2 separate regions of the Mus musculus genome follow, and region 2 is linked to region 1. Evidence: chromatin contacts called from public HiChIP or PLAC-seq data. All regions are on one chromosome and are shown on one strand. The core of a region is the stretch at or near the end of the contact, and the rest is flanking DNA. Distances in the headings are between cores, read along the strand shown.

Region 1 (7,004 bases), core at 2,677-5,176:
TGAGAAGGGCCCATCAAAAGGGGGCTCTGAAGTCTTGTCTACTCAAAGTGTGATTCTAATGCACGTGTGTGTGCATGCGTGTACACACACACACACACACACACACACACACACACACACAGTGTGGAGCAGGGAATACAGCTTAGTGGCACAGTGCTTGCATCCCATGAATGAGGTTCTGCGTTTAATCTCCAGAACCTCAAATAAATGGATGGATGGATGGATGGATAAACAAATGCATGCATTACCTTTCGACACAGTGAGTTCCTCCACACTGAAGACTGTGAAAGAAAGGGGACTTTCTCAAGGCTGAAATTCAAAAAGCAAATGTGTGTGTGTGTGTGTATGTGTGTGTGTGTGTGTGCGTGCGTGCGCGCTATAGTGCCCATGTGGAAGTCGGATGATAACTTGTTGGAGAATGTTCTTTCCTTCTACCATGGGTCCTGGGGATCAAACTCAGGTGTCAGGCGTGGCTGCAGTAGTCACATTATTGGCTCACACAAGGCTCTAAAGAATATAGGTTCTGGGAATTGAGCTCAGGTCTTCCTGCTTGCATAACACACTGTGTCCCCAGGGCCTGACTGTAGTTTTTAACAGCTGTGGTATACTGCAGAGTAGGTGTGCTGTGGTCTACTTAATTTTCTCCTATTGACTGTTAAGCACCAGCCAGATTTTCACCTTTTTAACAGTAGTTCAGAGACGTATAGCTTTAGGCCTCTTGCCTTTTCTGTGAAGTAGAGATTACTCAGAATTAACTTTTAGACAGCTTCCTGATATTTGACTGTACCTGCCAGACACATCCCCAAGAGAGATGCTTTGTTTACACGACTATCTGAATGGATAAGACTGCCTGTTTCAGGACGCCTACACTGGCACTGGGTGTTACTGTTTTTTTTTTCTTTTTAATATTTTTAAATTTAATATTCACATTTTCAGACATGCCAGCTGTGTGGTGGCTGCTGCATATTACTTTCTGACCACGTGTGACTCATACAGAACCAGTTTTGTCTGTTTTGTGTGATCCTTTTTTTGAGTGGGGGAGGGTTAATCTATGATTCTGTTTTAATGCATGAGTATCTGTCTGAGTGCCTGATTAGGGGCATTTCTTCCTTTCTTTCTCTCTCTCTCTCTTTCTTTCTCTCTTTCTCTCTCTCTCTCTTTCCTTTCTTCTTCTTCTTCTTCTTCTTCTTCTTCTTCTTCTTCCTCTTCCTCTTCCTCTTCCTCTTCCTCCTCCTCCTCCTCCTCCTCCTCCTCCTCCTCCTTTTTTTTTTTGACAGGATCTTCTACTAAACTCGGAACTTGCAATCTGGCTAGATTAGCTGGGCAGTAAATGCCTCGAATCAAACCCCTGTCTCTACCTTACAGCACCAGGATTGCAGTTAGGTTCTGGGATTTGAACTTAGGTTTTTATGCATGGTCACCCAGTTTTGTTTTCCCCTCAAGGAAAATGTCTACTTTAAAGCAAATCAAAGAATGTGATCTGCACTTGTCTTGAGGGACCTAGAAAAATTGCTGATGGAACCAGAGCCAGCTGGGCCACCTGTCACATGAACTGGCTTCAGGGCTCGTCAGGTGCGCCCATCTCATTTTCAGAGTTCATGGGAAGGGGTCTTGGTGTCCAGTGGCTAGCTTTCAAATGATGAGATTGGTGGATGTCTCTGCAGAATGGAAGATGGCTGGATATCTGCTAGCTAGCAGATTGGCCTCCCTGGCTGAGTCTCCAGAGGGCAGCCTCCACACCCAGAGTGGAAGAGAATACTGAGGTCAAATTCCAGCTTTGCCCTTGCTGCCTGACCTTGACCAAGTCCCTCCCACCTTCTGCATCTTCTAGTACCAGTAGCCTTAACGTTTCCCACCCATGAGGACATCGTGTTATCAGGGATTTAGCACAGGAAGTCCTGGGCATGCTGTTGCTCTTGAGCTAACCTAACTGTGGCCTGAGGGTTGGGGATAAAAGAAGAGGAAAGGGCCAGTTTGTGTTTCTTTTCTGTAGCCAGTTCCAGTTTAGTTGGAGACGTGAGCTGAGCTTGCCGGAGACGGCTTCACCTCAGCTTCATGTGGGTTTCAAAGGCACTGCGGCTAGGGGAGTAACCCAGTAGCTATGGTTTCTGCCCGTGCTGTTGCTTTGTGTGAATGTTAGGAGCCTAGACCTGCAGTGCAGGAGGCTCATTTGGGGTACCGTGGAGGGTCACATTTGGCAAATTCAGTCTTATGGCAAGAGAGGCTTGTGCTGGACTTGGACTTGGGTATCTGATGTCTGTGTGATTTAGATTGTCTCACAGAAGCATCATGGGAGAGTTTTCTTATGTTGTATGTAGTAGTCATTTATTTTTAGTGGCAATTACAAAACTAGTTTCATCCGGATCTAATTCACATACAATAAAAGCCAGCCCCTTAAAGTGTATAGTCACATTTTAAAAATTATATTTAGGGCTGTAAAACCATTATCATTGCCAAATTCTAGAGTTTTTCTCATTACTCCCAAAGGAAATCCTGTATCCTTTGGAAGTCACTCCTGATTCCCTACTCCCCCCAGCTACTCATTGTGTGTGTGTGTGTTTGCCCAATCTGTGTTTGTGTAAACAGAATAAGGCAGCATGTGCCCTTGGTCCTTTTTATGACCCTCTCTCATGGGCATGTGCTGGTTTTGATTGTCTTTCACGAGTTGGTGGACACTTGTTTTTTGCTACTTGGCTATTACAAATGAAACTGCTGTGAATACTTTTGCACGTTTTTATAGAGATGCAGGCTTTCTTTTTAAAAATCTTCTGTATAGGTGTGTATTCTGTGTAAGCGGTGTGTACGCGCACACTCGTGAGGAGTCAGGACAACTTGTGATGTCAGCCCTGTCTTTGCACCTTGTTTGAGACATGTCTTTCAAGGCTAGCTGGTCTGAGAGCTTCCAGCCATTCTCTGGTCCCATCTTGGGGTGGGAATACTGGGGTTATAAAACCCCACTACTGTTCCTGGCTTCATGTGGGCTTTAGGGATCTGCACTCAACCCTTACTGTGTACACAGCAAGTGCTTGTACTTGAGCCCTAGCTTTTCGGTATAGGGAGATTTAGGCTTGGAGAGAGTCAGTGACGGGAGCTGGGGCCTTTAGGAAGTGTTGGATAAGAAAAACCTGTGTGGATTTGCCCTGCCTACTTTTATGTGACCCTCTGAGGCAGGGTCTGTTCCTACCCCTTTGCTGATGGGCTACACAGTTAGAAAGTGGCTGGGACTGTCTGGCTGTTAGGCTTTCTGAAGCTGCCCTGCTCCAGTCAGTATGCTAGGGTTCCAGAGGAAAAAGCCTTCAGCAAATGGATCATGGTGGCATGCACATGTTTGTTAGGATTGGTAGGGAGAGATGCTGAGGGCTGGGGAGGGGGAAGCCTGCAGCATGACCTTCTGTGTAGTTGTGACAGGAAAAGTATCCTTTAGAATCATGATAGAGGGTAACATTTACAGCCTTTGATGATCTTGTGTCCTTTGAACATCACCTTCCTTATCTGGAACCCCAGGCTTTTATCCTGGCTTCCGGCCTCCCTTGAGGCTGAGTATGAATGAAGGAGTGGGAGAGGGAGGGAAGCAGACAGATGGGAGAGAGAGGGATAGGGGAAGACAGGTGGGAGAGGGGGCTGGGCGAGGGAGGTGGGATCGTTACCTACAGGAACCTGCAGAGCTCAGTGATGGTCCAGGGGGCACGGGGGCAGCTAGGGAGGAAATGTAGCAGGTGTGGGCAGGTAGCCTGCTGGTCTAGGAGGATATCCCATGCCCACTTGGGGGTTCTGGAACTTGCCAAAGCTCCTCCTAATGAGCTGGCTCTCACCCAGCCACTATTGATTTTTCCTGGTATTTGAATGTGAGCCTTTGTCTCTGGGAAGAGTGCTGGCAGCCTCCCCCATCCTAGAACACCCTCATCCCTACTGGACATCACCTACACTGCTGTGAGGCTTCCCAGGGCTCTGCCAGTCTCCTGGTGGCCTGACCTATCCGGGTTGGCCTCTCTGTTCAAGTGGCTGACGGTGGTTCTTATCTCTGACTCACAGCTTGCCTGGAGTTTGTGAAAAGCCTTGTCAGAAAATAGAGACAGAAGCCTCTCCTTGGAGGGGTTGTCATGTCGTGATGATGGTCTTGTTCCGACGATGCCACTATTTTGCAGGTTGTTTTGAATCAGTCACTTTTTTTAAAAAAAAAAGTGTGATGAACACATTTGTCTTAATATGAAAAGCCAGACTTATGTGATGCAAATTAGATGCTTTTTAAAACCCAAAGCCAGAATTCTCCACCCCCACCCCCACACCTGAATTAGACTGCAATTGCTCTTTTGTGTTTTCCTTCCTTGTGCTCAGTGTCTCCACAGTTGGACATAGGTGGGCCCCCTTCCTGTTCTGCGCTTGATGTCTTTGCTCTGGGCAGCAGCTGCTTGGTTGGGCGCTGCACTTAAGAATTTGAGCCGGGCGTGGTGGCGCACGCCTTTAATCCAGTACTTGGGAGGCGGAGGCAGGCGGATTTCTGAGTTCGAGGCCAGCCTGGTCTACAAAGTGAGTTCCAGGACAGCCAGAGCTATATAGAGAAACAAAAACAAAACAAACAAACAAAAAAAACAAAAACAAAAACAAAAAAAAAAGAAAAAAGAGTTTGAGTTATGAATATGGTCCCTGTACATTAAAAAAAATGATCAGACCCAAGGGTCCAATCCTGAGCAGGAAGGGGCCTTGATGAAGTGTTTTATAGATGTTGCTATCAGGACCTAGAGAGGGGAAGTGACTTGCCCATGGCCACACAGCTTCTCTGTGCTCTTAAGGCTTCCGACTTCAGCCACTTATTCCTTTTGGCCTGCCCTCTCAGATCCTAAAGTTCCTATAGTACACATATGGCATGTTCAGGGAACATACTTGCCTCTGATAACGTTTTTGACAGATGCTGCATTAAGCTCTGAGGTTGAATTCTTGGTATGTGCCATTCCTTTGGGGAGAAGACTGGAGGAGTCTGTTGGATTCTAGAGACACTAACCATTTCCTTTCCATCTGGCAGAGGGGAAGCTGGCCATGCCTGACCCATTTCACAGTCACACCATATCTGCTTTCAGTATAAAAACCAACCCAATTCTGGATGAACTTAGGTTGGCAAATTGGGGAAGCTGACTTTGGGAGGTAGGTTAGGGAAGAAAAATAGTTCCTTCTATATTAAAATTTGCTGACATAATACTGAAAGTCATTGTCCTATTCATGCTTGGCTGAGATAGGTCACACCATGGGTGGTATCAGAGGTGCACTGTTTCCCCCATGAGGATAAATTGGGATGAACTAGGGTGGGTTTGCAAGTTAGAAAAAGAAGCTGAGCTGGGAGTGAAACTCAGGGGTACAGAGCTTGTCTAGCAGGCGCAAATCCATGGCTTTCATTCCTAGCACTTCAAAAACGGGGTCAAGACATACAAACAAACAAACAAATGCTCCCTGGAACCCAGGGGTTGGAAAGAGACTCTATAAAGCAGCGGGGATCGTGGAACTGAGGACTGAGATGCAGTCCTCACGCCTACTTTGAAAGACTGTTGAAAGACGTAAGAATATGCTTTCTTTTAAAGATGTGTGCAATAAGACATAAAATATAAACCCAAGACAAAAAGGGACAGTGGGCTCAACCGAGCACCTAGAACGCCCGCGTGGCTACTGCTCTGGTGCGCATGCGTGTCTCTGCTCTCCAATGTGCTGTTTGGAGCAAGTAAGGCAGGCCTGGCTGAGCCTGAGCTCTGCCCTGTAAGTACCTTGTTTCCAGGGTGGAGACCCCCTTGGGGTCGAATGACTCTTTCACAGGGGTCGCCTAAGACCATCAGAAAACACAGATATTTACATTGGGATTCATAACAGTAGCAAAACAACATTTATGAAGTAGCAACGAAAATAATTTTATGCTTGGGGGTCACCTCAGCATGTCTTAAAGAGTCACAGCAGGAAGGCTGAGAGTCACTGGTCTAGACCTTCCTAAGCCAGGCTTCTCATTTATAAAGTGAGCATGGTGCCTTCTACCTCTGACACATCTAGCCTTTCAGAGGAGGGTTTTTTGTGGCTGTACTCTTGGATCTCTGTGAGTTAGTCAGTGCTCTGTGGCTCTGATCAGACCACACCAGTCTCCATCTGCTGCACGAAGCTGAGGAAAGCTCCCTTCTGGCTGGCATACATGGCTCCTACATACATATCATGAGGCACACTACACCACGTTTCTTGTACATATGTGTGGTCATATTCTGTGTGTGTTCACACACACACACACACACACACACACACGTTCATGTGCCTGCACATGTGTTTTTAAAACACTAATTTAATCTTCACCACAGCCTGATATAAATAAAATCCACACTTTACAGTTTTCCTTTGTGAACTGAGGGATCTGATATGCTCAGCAACTTGCCAAAAGCCAGAGAGTGGTAGGACTGGATTCTAACCCTTGTGGCCTTGTGGACCCAGGGTAGGCAATATCAGAGCTGTGTTCTAACTCACAGGGTGGCCAGTGAGTCTTCCTCTTCATTTTCTTTTTCTTTTTTTCAAGTGTTCTAAAAAAGCTGAAAATATAGATTAAAAATGTTAAGTCTTAATTTTTTTCCAGTGCTGGAGATTAAACATAGGGCCATGTGTGTACACATGCTCCACTACTGAGCTGTGTCTCTAGTCCTTCCTTTTAAAATTAAGACTAAAGAGACATTTCATCAATTAATAGCACTCGCTGCTCTTATAGAAGACCTGAGTTCTGTTCCCAGGACCCACATGGTAGCTCACAACCATCTGTAACACTAGCTCCATCCGATCTTAATAACCCCTTTTGATCTCTGTGGGTACCATGCATGTGCATGATAAACACACATGCATACAGGAAAAACACTCATACTTAAAACATTAAAAATTAAGACTTTATTAAAAAGGTTTGACTTTAAAATTTGAAACAATTTCTCAAACAAAAATTGTAAAAATAGCAGTTCCCAAATGTTTTTTGTTCAAGTTCCCCAAATTACATAATATGC
Region 2 (7,004 bases), core at 1,626-4,125, 81 kb before region 1:
AATATATAGGTAATTGGGAGATGGTGAAGATCCTTTAAATAAACTAAGCAGCAGTTTGTGAAGAGTAGATTTAGATTGGGTTACAAGATGGAGATCACTGGTAGCTACCAAAGCAGCTGAAAGACTGGATCCTTGAGCAGATGCAATGGGCTAGAAAGAGGGAAGGGAGTAGTAGAAAGGATGATAGATTAGGCGTTCTATTTCATTTCTTATTTACTTAGAGATAGGGCCCTACTACACAGCTCTGGCTGGCCTGGAGCTCTCTATGTAGACCAGGCTGGCCTCAAACTCATAGAGATCTGCCTGCCTTTGCCTCCTAAGTCCTGGACTAAAGACCAGTGTCACCACATGTGACTATTTTATTTTTTTAAAAAGTCACTGTCCTAGCTGGGTATGGTGGTGAATGCTTTTAGTTCCAGGACTTTGGGGCCAGAGGCAGGCAGATCTCTATGAGTTCCAGGCCAGCCTGGTCTACATAGCGGGTTCCAGTGCAGCCAGAGCTGTGTAGGGTCCTGCCTAACAAACCAACCAACCAACCAACAAACCAACCAACCAACAAACCAACCAACCAACCAACCAACCAACCAACCAACCAACAAACAAACAAAAAACAAACCAAAAATGGTCTTAGGTATCCTGGGCTGACCTCAAATTTCTCTGTGTGTTCTAGTATGACCTTGACTAATCCTCCTGCCTCCACCCTCCAAATGGTTAGACTAAAGCATGTTCCCCAATGTCTGCTTCATGCAGTACTGAGCATGGAAGGCCCAGGCTAGCCAAGCACTCTACCAGCTGAGCCACAGCCTAAAATCAGAATCTTACAGGAAGCACTTGTCGCTTCCTTAGGCCCACCCTGAAGGCCAGGCTGGACACACACTACCTCAAGTATTTGGGTGGCTTCTCCAGGTTAATAGTTTACAATTCCACAGGTAGGTGCAAACTCTGAGCAGACACAGACAAGAAGTAAAGGGTCCTTTAGCCTCAAACATGCTAGGCAAATGTCTTGCTGCTTGCCTGTATCCCAGGCATGTTTAGGTACATTGTAAAGACATAGCATTTTTAACTTTGAAGGAAATGGTGCTGACTAAGCAGGTATACATCAGCAAACATTGGGGTTAGAGCCTACAACATGCTTTGAAAGGGTGGGATGATGCATATCCATCTGTAGAGATTTTCTACTATCTTTTCAAAAGCTGTGTGATTCTGGGTAGGTCACTCAGGTTCCCTTCCGTTTGGGGAGTGGGGTGGGGCCTCACATAGTTCAGGCTGGCCTAAGCTCCAGATGTATTCAAGGATAACTCTGATTTCCTGCTCTTCCTGCTTCTGACTACCGGGGAGCTGGGATTACAGGCTTGGGCCACCATACTGGATTCACTTTCCTTGTCTTAGAAAAAATGGTTTTAGATTTATTTATTTTATCTTACATACGTGAGTGTTTGCCTCTATCCGTGTTATGTACGCCATGTGTGTGTGCTTGGTGTCCAAAGAGGTCAAAGGACAGCATCGGACTCTCTGGAGTTTTGGATGGTAGTGAGCCACCATGTGGGGTCTGGGAACTGAGCCCGGAGCCTCTGCAAGAGCAGCAAGTGCTTTTGACCCCCGGGGGGGGGGGGCGGGGGGCGGGGGTGGGCATCTCCAGGTCCCCACATCCTCTTTCTGAGGTGCAGTTTCTTCGGGTACAGAGAGGGAAGAGACAGCTTCTTCCCAGAACTGTGCTTCTCCTTTGTGACCCTCATGGGGGAAAGGCCTGTCAGTGAGCAATAAATGACAGGTAAATAATAAAAGGTGAAACACACAGAGATGGATTGAAAACAAGAAATAGAAGGTACATTTCAACACCCTCTCCCCCCTTTCTTTCCTCATTTGCTTCTTGATTGTAGCTGGCTGCCTTTGCAGAGACTGTTTTGGGTTGTTCAGTCTGTTGTCATGTGGATTCTGTGGCTGCCAGTCTTCTAGAGCCTATTTGGTATTTAGGTTCATCTGGTTGTAGATTCATTAGCAATCCAGAACCCTTCTATTTTGTATTTTACAACACGCTCTATAACAAACACATAGTTTTTTCCCACGATGCCAATTTGTTCTATGAGCTAAATCCTTCTTCAGATATATAGTTTCTATCTCATACCAACAGATATCCTCAGACATCTGTATTCTATTGCTGTGACAAAATAACCGAGCCTGGACGCTTGTGTGGAAAAAAGGTTCAGTTCACTCACTGCTCTGAAGGTAGAAAATTCAACAGCATGGCACTGGTTCTTCCGAGGTCTGCCTAGCTATGTCACATTTCTGAGGTATTGTGGGAGCAGTCATGGAGGAAGTCAGATGGTAAGACAGGAAGCTGGAGAAGCTCGGGGCCAGGCATGCTCTTTTATGATGAACTGTTTTCAAGAGAGCTGACTTACTTCTAGACCAGCTTTAAGCTCTTCTGAGGACAATGGGCCCAGTGATCTGATGAGCTCCTACTGGGCTCATCCTGCTAAAGCTCCTATGATTTCCCTAGATCACTGCATCTGGGACCAAGCGTGTGACCCTGGAGTGGATAAACCGCACCCACAGTCCTGGGAGAAAGGAAGTGCTCTTCGGCGAGGGCACTGAGTGCATGAGTCACTCACTGGAGCTGATGTGTCCAGAGCTGGGTGACCACGCAGATGGCTAACGTGCAAAGAAGTGTTAAGGCTACCGAGTAGCATGGCTGGGTAGAGGGCTCTGACATGAGCCTGCAGTGGTTGTAAGCAACAGAGAAAGGACTTGAACCGGATTTTACTGGCTCTAAAGCCATCGATTTAAAACGTTATCCCAAGACTGTCCATGCTGAGGCTCCTGGGAAGCCTGCTTCTTATTCTTCCTTTTCTAGGCATCTGATGTGTGTCACCTCCCTGGGCTAGGACACAGCAGCATTAGCCTCTCCAGGGTTACTCAGCACTTTGATGTCTCCCCTGGGAGCCACACTGACTGTCAGCTAGCAGGCACAGGAAGAAATTAGATTGCTATAGAGTCTTCACTTGGATGCAATTTATTATCTCTAAAGATAAGGCCTACAGGGACTTCTACACTGCTTTTCATGAGTCAGTGCAGAAAGATATCTGTTTAGCATGAGTCACACACCTGGTTAAAAGAGGAAAATAAATACTAAAATATAATAATCCATACAATCACTCCTTTTGTGGCTGACTTACCCTCTGCTTTGAGTCCCATAGTAAAATTTAATTTAAATCTGGGGCTGTCAGAAAAAGATGTTCCCGACTCCCCCTCCCCCTGCTTCCTCTTCTCTTTTGAAGATGGGGGTCTCTCTATGTTGCCCAGGCTTATTTCAAACCTCTGGACTCAAGAAATCTGCCCACCTCTCAAGTACCGGACATCCTTGCTCCTGATTAATCAGGAAGGCTAAAGGGCTCCCCAAGAGTGGGCTGGGATTCCCCTCTGGACTCTTACCTTTGGCTTTCAGTAAAACTTGGAAAAAGAATCTGTAAGGCTGAGAGATGGAAAGAAACATCTGCTCAGCAAAATATCTTCCTTTACTTGTGAAATGCAAAAAAAAAAAAAAAAAAAAAAAAAAAAAAAAGGGGCCAGGCCTTGGACACCTGCCAACTGCCTCTCCAGGCCTGCTCTCCCTGCTTTCCACCCAGCCGTGTCCTAGGAGGCTGGCCTGTGTGAGGTGTGCCAGTAGGCTAAGCCAAGGTCCCTGCCTGAGGAGATGAGAAGCAGGAGGAGAGTGAGGTCAAGCTATCATTTACTCAACTCCCTCCCTACTAGGATACCTTGGAAGAACTGTGTGCTCTGAAGGCCACAGCTCTTGCTTGGTGGCCTATCCTATGCATCAACCATCTCTCTGGAAGTCACTGCCTCTCCCTTGCTCTCTCAAGGACTGGGGTTAGCAAGGAGTCTTGCATCAAATCTGGAGATTCTACACTCTCTATTTTGTGGGTGCACCTTTGTAAGAAGCCCTGTGAGTGCCTGTAATCAAATTAGGAAGCTTAAATGTACCATCTGCTTCCTGCTGGAAGACTGACTGGGGTGCTGGGAGAGGCTTAATGACTTGCCCAAGGTTGCAAGAGGATTTGATTGCATACCAGTGCTACTCATAAAATGATTACAGTATTTTACAGTTCCAAGAACCTTTCAAACCCAGTCTCAGGCTGCAGGAAAGGCATAAAGCTTTCCACGCAGAAGCTGGGAAATTAAAATTTCACTAAGACATCCGATTAGCCACAACAGTGAACCTCTGTGCCTTCCTAGACCTAACACGTGACTGTCACAGCACAGTTCACCTCCAGGCCAGAGAGAAACATCTAACTCTTATCTAGCACAACTCTAGACTTCGAGCATCAGGAAAACAAACATACCCAGAATTCCTTCTCCCAAGCCTAGAGCTACTGATACTACATGGGTATCCAACACCCCATGAGGCAAATGGTGCTATTCTATTCTATTTGTGTGTTAGAAAATTGAGGGTCAGAAGGCTAAATATTTCACCCAGAATATTTTTGTAATTTGTCATACATCAAAAGTTAGGCTCAATTAGAACCCAGGCCCACCTGCCCATTGCTCTTTCTGATACACCTCACTGCCTTCATGCAGGGCTGTGCCCCAGGCTGGAGGTCCAATATGTCTACTGCACTTTCTCCTTTCAAACTAGTCCCAGCATGACCTTCAGACTAACTCCGGGGCCTCAGCATGGTTTTCCTGTTGGGCAGCTAAGGAGTTTTTTTGTAGATAAAACCAATAGAAAATGGACTGCGGCTGATTTCGAGCAAGAGATAAGCAGTGCAGGCCAGGCAAGCCCTTTGTCCCAGAAGTCCTGAGAAAAACACATTGGAGGTCTGTTTGGTTATAGAGGGGTTAGATAGGGTGGCCAAAGGGTATTCTTTAGTTTTGACAAGCCACCCCACCCCCTGCCTAGCTGAGAAGGGTCCATGCCCTGGGCTCATTCACTTTTCTAACCTTAAAGCAGAGCCCCAGGGCTGCTTACCTTCTGTGTGGCCTTAAGGGCTTACTTCCTCAGTTTGGGCCTTCATGGCCTCATCTCAGACACATGGGAGATAAAATCATGGGTCGTTCTAGTCTGCACGGCATGAGCTCGGAGCCCAGAGAAAGATATGAGTCTTCTAAGATCCCCCGTCCTCCCTACATAAAAGGATTCGGGTGTTCCTGTGGGTATAACCTTCCATATCCCTTTCCCTATATTCCTCTCTCTTTTCTTCCTCCCCTTCCTCCTCCTTTTACACAATTTTTTTTTCTTTCTGGTGTGGACTCTTACCCAGACTGACCTTGAACTCCCTGTATAACTAAGGATGACCTTGAACTCCTCCTCCTCCTGCCTCTACCTCCCAAAGTCTGGTATTACAAGTATACACTGTCATACCTAGTTTAGGCAGACCTGGGGATAAAACTCAGGACCTTGTCCATGCTAAGCAAGTACTCTACCAACTGAGCTATAGCCCCAGTTCTTCCTTTGGGACAGTCTTATTATATAGCTCAGGCTGGCCTAGAACCCAGGATCTTCCTGCTCCATTGTCCCAAGTGCTGGAATTATAGGCATGACATCCCGCCTTACCAAACAGGGTTCCAGTGTGTTGGAACCAGTGCTGAGGTAGAGCCCATGTAGCCTAATCTACGTGTAGGTTAATGTATCACAAACTGAGGTTTAGAGATGATAAGGGACTCACCATGTTACATAGCCAATTGCTGGCAGTGCCAAGCTTAAGGCACAGGTCTTCTGGTTCGATTTTGTGTGTTCTTAGGCTAGGTGTGTACTTCAGACACATAGGAAATGTGTTCTCAGCTGGCATGAGGTGGAAAGAGACTTGGTGCTTGTAAACAGGTACTTAGTCACCCTAATTTCACACCCATAATGATTAGGGGGTTGCAATTTATTGAGAGTTTATGACGTGCTTATTATGTGCTAGCAATTTTATAGTCATTACTTCATTTAACTTCTGCGGTAACCCACGAAGGATGTGCTGTAGCCCAGGCTTTTCGGATGAAGAGTTTGAGACACAAAGAAGTGGCATAGGGCTGGAAGATAGCTCAGCCAAGGAAGAGCTTCCTTTGCACTCAGACAGCTCTAGTTTGATCCCTAGAATACACATGAAAGAACAACAAGAGCAGGTGTGAAATATGTGCTTGTATCCCAGCACTGGGGAGGTGGAAACAGAAACAGATACCCACGGGGTTAAACAGGCATGTGAGCATATATATGTATGCACACACTTACATATGAGTGCACATGCATACACACACACACACACACACACACACACACATACACACACACACGAAATGAAGTATAAAATTCAGAATCACACAGCCAGAATGTAATAAATAGAATGGGGGTGAGAATTTAGTTCTGTTTAGTGTGATGCTCCAGCTCCAAACCACCAGATTAGTAGGTAATAATCCTTTAAAATATGGTCTACGTTGTCCTGGCTGTTCTTACATTCACAGAGCTCTGCCTACTTCTGCTGGCGTTGAAAGATATGGGGCCACCGTGATGCTGGGCCCCAGACAACTTGTATGCACCTTTCTTCATATTCTACTGTTTGAAATGAATTCATCTGGGAAGGAAAGCCATGGTGTAAAGCTGTAGTTAACACAGTCTGACATCCAACAGCAGCCTCCCTCACAGTTTCCTCAACTCTGGCTGCTTCCTTGTCCTCCAGAGTCCCTGCTTGTCCATGGGGAGTGCCACCAAGTAAGAAATCAAAGACAAAGGAAAAGGTCGAGTTACCTGAATGCCCCTGTTCTGGGTTTCTCTTTCCACTTAAGGCTTTAGGGATAACATGTTTGTCCTCGGAGTCAGTGATGATGATGATGATTTGTGAAGAAGTAGTTTGCATAATTTGTTCTGTTTACCTCTCCCTAAAGATTGCAGAAGGTTTTAGTTGGGGTGCTTGGTAGAGAGAGACTGTGGCCGATAAGCGGAGCCTTACTGCGGCACAAACATAAGGATCCCGGCGTTTATCTGCTCTCTTTACCACTGCTTGGAAGCCTGAGGGTCCTGAGTG

What was found. HiChIP or PLAC-seq counts read pairs in DNA pulled down with a chosen protein or histone mark.
Region 2: an HNF4G HiChIP or PLAC-seq map of pancreatic cancer cells shows a contact between it and region 1. The contact joins two enhancer-like sites. A contact is called at or near these places in 3 of 39 promoter capture datasets (the HPC-7 cell line, hippocampal neurons and pre-B cells), 2 of 484 Hi-C or Micro-C datasets (conventional dendritic cells and nephron progenitors) and 11 of 115 datasets of contacts at active chromatin or transcription factors (the 230-238 cell line, bone marrow-derived dendritic cells, bone marrow-derived macrophages and 4 more).

Annotation. Positions count from the first base shown.
Region 1 is chr2:90,557,238-90,564,241 of GRCm38.p6, reverse strand. The region is part of intron 1 of Ptprj (protein tyrosine phosphatase, receptor type, J); the gene reads left to right. Among named protein-coding and RNA genes, the nearest start is that of Ptprj, 20 kb to the left of the region's middle. Within about 2 kb of position 3,926, at least 77 of the 459 cell types and tissues checked have an H3K27ac peak or open chromatin away from gene starts, as enhancers often do. A contact at or near this core is called in the HPC-7 cell line, bone marrow-derived macrophages, pancreatic cancer cells and 1 more, where this site is marked.
Region 2 is chr2:90,637,177-90,644,180 of GRCm38.p6, reverse strand. The region is part of intron 1 of Gm39871 (a long non-coding RNA gene); the gene reads left to right. Among named protein-coding and RNA genes, the nearest start is that of Gm39870, 16 kb to the right of the region's middle. Within about 2 kb of position 2,875, at least 125 of the 459 cell types and tissues checked have an H3K27ac peak or open chromatin away from gene starts, as enhancers often do. A contact at or near this core is called in the HPC-7 cell line, bone marrow-derived macrophages, pancreatic cancer cells and 1 more, where this site is marked.